Regions from separate parts of the Astyanax mexicanus genome. Here region 2 is linked to region 1. A link is a contact called in public Hi-C data. All regions are on one chromosome and are shown on one strand. The core of a region is the stretch at or near the end of the contact, and the rest is flanking DNA. Distances in the headings are between cores, read along the strand shown.

Region 1 (3,037 bases), core at 345-2,844:
TTACCACAGCCAAAAGATAGTGTAAATTAGCATTAGCTTTATTTACATCAATACTCAGTTTGGGTAAAGATTAAAATGAATTAAAATGATGTCAGCCTTATTAAAGCTCGGTCACTCACCAATCTCTGAGAGTGGTTTGCTCTCCGTCCTCTCGTCTGCTTTAACCATAGTGCTTGTGGTTTTTGCCAGACTGTCTGAACTCTTTCCATTCTCCTTCCCTCCATCTGGAAAAAAATGTGAACAGTATATTGTTATAAAATGATTCTCAATAGTGTTTGTTTTTACACTAATCTTATCTTTTATATATGTTTTTTAATCAAATATCATTTGGTACTCTACTTCATCATAGAATACAATACACTATATAAAAAAAAGACCACAGATAATATGGCTAAAGGTTACACCTACCCGGTGGTGTTTTTGTCGTTGTGGTCATAGAGTTCTGTGTGGTATGAAAAGGGAGAAAAAAAGGAACATTAACATTAACAGGAACAATCATTCAGATGTAAATGATCAGGCTGTTTTGTACATAGTGTCTGGCTCACCTGAAGAGAGAGAGAAGCTACTCCTGATTCAGCTGAACCCAAATCCTTCTCTACTTTCACATCTACTGGATCTGGAGGAGATGAAGAGAATAGCATAATTAACTTCACAGAAGAAATTTGAGAAATAGAATTTGAAGGCAATTTTTAACATAACATAACAACATATAAAGTAGGGCTGGGAGGTTAATCAAATTATTTGTTTAATGAAGTTACTGTTTGAATGCAATTTTCACATTGGGATGATTGAGATTGTTTACATATAATAGTATATATACACATATATACAAAGAAGTAAAAATCATAATAAAAAAAAAAAAGATCACAATTAAGATTACAATTATTATTATTGTTTTTTAAACAATATAGCCCAGCCGTAGTTTTTGGCATTCCTCCCTTTTCTTTAACCTTTTTACATAATAAACTACAATGTGCTTTATTTAAAGTTCCTTCATGAAGAAACATGATATAAAATAACTCATAACTTATCAAAATAACAATCCTAAAGACAACAATTGATTTCACACAAAAGTGAGAAATGGTTGGTTTATGGCTATTTGATTTTCATGCTCATTTCTTTCCATATTTATTGTGCATTTTGTCTTGTAAAACTAATAGAATTGAAAGAGGCACAAACCTGGGGTCAATATTATTTCAATTACAACAGGTCATTTTCTGAATTCTCTCACCTGCTCATATTAATAAACATTGACAGTTGAAACAAAAGTGAATATGATTGAGTTCAGCACATGTGCCTCAGTCCAGAATGTGTGATAGTTTCTCTTGCAGCAGTGAACCGGTGCATTCACTGTAACTGCTGCAGTTTGCACACTCTGCTTTGGCTAAATTGAACATTCAAAAAGCACAAAAGGGAAAATTCCACTCCAAGGCCGAGGCACTGGTTTCATAGAGGATGTCTTGAATATTTTCCACACCTCCTGCACTTTTGAGCCCTGACATGAATACAAACGTGTGCGAGTCACGGCTCTGCGCTGCTGCTTTCTGACGCCCTCTCGTGGCCAGAGACGGAAGCACAACACGCTGGGATGGTCAAGACGCACCTGTGGCCAAAAAGAAGGACTCGGGGGTTCTTTCAGGAAGAGGGGGAGGCGAGTCTTCACTCTCGTCACTGTCTGAAGCAGACAAGAGCACGGTTACCCAACACAACTCAACAGCTCAACCACACACAAACACATCCACACTAATGTACGGAAGCATTCTGATTCACAGTGTGATAAAGAACCCTGCGGAATCAACACGCAGCCCAGTGACCAAACAGAACCAGCCAATAACGCCCGCCACAAGCCAAGACACCTGCACCAGCTCCACGTCAGCGATACTCTGGCATCACATTAATGTCAAAAGTCGGGGGCGCAAAAATACTAGGTGAAAAAAAAATTAACCAGCGTGTTTTAACATGTTGCGTGTGTAAATTAACTCCTACTGAGCACAAATTTTAAACTAGCGAGAAAAATGAAGCGCGAGAGCAACATTTTCTTCAGCGCGCACACGATTCCCTTTTTTTTGCTCGCTAGTTTCACATTTGTGCTCACGAGAAGTTAATTTTGCACACGCAAAATGTTAAAACACGCTGGTTATTTTTTTCACCTAGTATTTTTGCGCCCCCGACTTTTGAAATTAATGTGACGCCAAACGACACAGGGTCTCAAATGTTCCCAAATAGCCAGCCGCCTGCTGTTCCACAGGGCATGAGGCCTCAGCACCATCCCACTGCCCATGTGGAAAAAAAGCAGACATTTGAGACACGGTAGGCTCCTCGAGAAGGAGGCAGAAGAAATCTAATCATGAAAAGATGCCCAAAGATGCTCATTCCATCTCACGTTTTCATCAGCACACTATTCCACAGCTGTAGCGTACAGCCCACACCACTGCCATCTTCTCAGGGAAAAGCCCACCATGCAGCACAGTCCCCAGCACATGCAATCAGCCCTCATTTCACTTACTAAAATAAATTACAGCAAGGAAAGATCACTGATCATACAATATTTTGATTCCATTTTACAAGCCAAGATTGTTTTCTGTAGTGAATTAATTGTGAATACACTTGCTTACGTGGTTTAATTTTTCTATTGTCTAGAAAAGTCATAGAAATCTCCTTATATAAGGCAAGAATAAGGCTCTTATTCTGGGACTGAGGGCATATTTGGAAGGTAGTAGTAGTTAGTAGTTCCCAGAATTTTCTCTTATTAAGCTCCCCAACTCCAGAATAACTTTTCTGATTATGTTCGGGACTCAATCTTTGTAGTGCAGAATAAAAACTTGCTTATATAGTTTAGCTTTAGGTAATTAATGTTTTTCCCTTTAGATAAGGCTGCAGTTCCAGGGGTTCATGGACATAGGGAATTATGGGTAAACTGAGATGCTGGTGCTGTTGATGCCAGTGTTTTTGGGTGCCCCCATGTCTATGTTTCCTTCTACCTTAGCTACAATATAATATTGCACATTGTCGGTTCTCCATAAAATCAGACAAAAAT
Region 2 (2,800 bases), core at 187-2,686, 78 kb before region 1:
TATTTAAATGTGAATAAAAGACTCAGTGTTAGAAACACTTAGATTTGTATTATTGTAAATATAATTGATGCTTTTTAAACTAGAATATTGTTTAATGTACTAAAATTAATTATTTTTATCTATTAAATTAGTATAAAAGTATAAAGGAAAAGGAAACTATGTGAGACCTACAGTGTGTCATATACATTTCTTGTGTTATAATTAGTGGTGTCAATCGATAAAAAAAAATCTGATTATCACACTTTTCTTTCTTTAGAATAAGCTTTTGATAATGGGTATTTAAATGTGAATAAAAGAGTCACTGTTAGAAACACTTAGATTTGTATTACTGTATTACTGGTGCCAATTTCTTAAAAATATAATTGTATTAATCACAACAATATTCTGTGACTAAATCGTGGATAAAATCAAGAATACATTTTTTTTTTGTTTTTACCTGGCTGACTAGTTCCTTTTATTTACTGTAATATAATATATCAGGGTAGTTTTACTCTATTATAATATCTCAGGGTAGTTTTGATGCTTTTTAAATTAGAATTTTGTTTAATGTACTAAAATTGATTATTTTTATCTATTAAATTAGTATTAAAGTATAAAGGAAAAGGAAACTATGTGAGACATACAGTGTCATATACATTTCTTGTGTTATAATTAGTGGTGTCAGTCGATAGAAAAATATGATTAATCACCTTTTTTCCCCATAAGAATAAGCTTTTCATATCTGTTTTTAATGTGAATAAAATAGTTAAGTGTTACACACTTAGATTTGTATTATTGGTGCAAATTCCTAAAAAATATAATTGTATTAAATCACAACAATATTCTATGACTAAATCATGGATAAAACCATGATTACATTTTTTTTAAATGCTGGTGTTGAACAGTATTAGTATTCAAGTTTCAAGATTAACTGCATGTACAAATGTTGACAACTACTAAACATATGAAATAAAATTAAATAAAGTCAAAGAACTCTTTATTTCTAAGCTCATGTGCTAAAATTGGTTATTTTGTTCATTAATCTTTCAAATATAGGAAAAGGTAAATAATTGTAAAATACAGTGTGTCATGTACATTTCTTTAAGTGGTATAATAGTATTGCATCACTGATTTGGCCTCTTGTTTATTTTTCAATGGTCTGCAATGGTTGTTTAGGCTGATGGCAAAACAGATGCATGTATCAGTTTCTAAAAAATAATCCAGACTCAAACAGCCCCTCCCTCACTGTCTCACCCAGACTCACTAATAAAAGCTTACACAGCAGTACTGCTGATACACATCACTGCTATCACACTGCACGGTGTGGGTGGCGGCGGGTTATATAACTCTACTAATCCACCTCCGGCCACGCTAAGTATAGCTGAGAGACCCCAACTCCCAGACAAGCCTCATTATTCACCTCACTCCTGACCGTGTCTGCGCCTCTACTGCAGCACCAGCTCATTCCGTTCCAGCAGATTCATGTTTAATTATCACAGACTACTGACTGGACAGAAGCACACACAACTCTAAAATCACTAAAATACCCAGAAAACACACACACAGTTACACACACCCCTCCCCGCCAAACTAAGCCACTGAGCTACACTTGACCTCGTCGGTGTGTTAGTTAGCCAAGTTTGCTAACTTTAACTAGAGATTAAAAGTATAACTTTACACTGCAAATGGCTCATAAAACGTTCTTCCGCAAATACAGTGGTTCTATATACAGTATAACTTCTAAAACCGTTTGAACACTTACTGTAACCTGGTCTTTTCCTTGTTCAGATGAATTTGTAGATTATTAAAATTTTTACTACTCCACAGCTAACTAGCTTGTTAGCTAATTAGATTTTAAAATGAATTTTAATACTACTAAACTACTACTAAAAAAAGGTCTAAAAAAAGTGTGCCTTAATGTTGTTTCCATTTTTAGTAGAGCATTAACAATTTTACACAATATTTTTTATAACTATGTTAGCCACAAATAAAAAAAAATTCTAGCAACCCAAAGTTAATACATTTTTAGCAACCCCAAGGTAAAAAAAATTCTGGCAACCAAAAATCTATCATTTTTAAGCAACCCAAAGTAAATAAAAATTCTAGCAACCCAAAGTTAAAATAAATGGTAATAACCCAAAGTAATTAAAAGTATTCTAACAAGCTAAAGTTTAAAAAAATGTAAGAAATCTAAAGGATTTCGGCTCCTACTCATGTTTATTTAAGACATGCAAATATCTTGCCTCTGATTGGCTAACAGAAATGAGATACTCCATCCATGGCTTTGTAATGGGCAGTCCAAGCCAAGGTGGGCGAGGCCATGAATTCGGTTTTCTTTTATTGGCTAATGCGGCATGAATATGCAACTGAGAGGGACCTATTGTATTTTATTGTATTTCCAAACGAGCATGTACTAAATGGTTTCTAGTGAAATGACAACTAACATTTTAAAGTAACGAGTAGCTGTTTTCAGTGGATGAATGCTCTGTTCCCAGTTTTAGGCTTTGTGCAGTATAATCACTATTATCTAAAAGAGAATTTTATTTGCAGCGGAATGTACTGTTCGATACTCATGCATGTTTAACGGAGAGCTTCATAACCGAACAAAACAACATTCTACCGCATTCCTTACACTCTATCCACTGCTATCTTAATAAAATTACAAAACAAGATTGAGCAGCTAAACCAAGGCAGATACCACACAAGCAAGTCTTTTAACATCATTCAACAACTTAACACTGAGGCTAACTTGCATTCAGTTCTTGTGGCTCCTGTTCATAAACTACAGATGCACACTTTAAGAACCCAACATGTGTTCTGG

Evidence for each region. Hi-C and Micro-C count contacts between places; a contact is called where the count stands out from the background.
Region 2: a Hi-C map of muscle shows a contact between it and region 1, with 15 times the contacts expected there. The contact joins two enhancer-like sites. A contact is called at or near these places in 3 of 3 Hi-C or Micro-C datasets (blood and muscle).

Annotation. Positions count from the first base shown.
Region 1 is chr2:36,094,843-36,097,879 of AstMex3_surface, reverse strand. It overlaps LOC103037814 (protein tyrosine phosphatase non-receptor type 12), which reads right to left. Exons shown (of 17, transcript XM_007244996.4): 14 at 546-616; 15 at 409-442; 16 at 120-224. Among protein-coding and RNA genes, the nearest start is that of LOC103037480, 9.9 kb to the left of the region's middle. Within about 2 kb of position 1,594, the one cell type or tissue checked has an H3K27ac peak away from gene starts, as active enhancers do.
Region 2 is chr2:36,172,502-36,175,301 of AstMex3_surface, reverse strand. No RefSeq gene overlaps it. Among protein-coding and RNA genes, the nearest start is that of LOC125798972, 12 kb to the left of the region's middle. Within about 2 kb of position 1,436, the one cell type or tissue checked has an H3K27ac peak away from gene starts, as active enhancers do.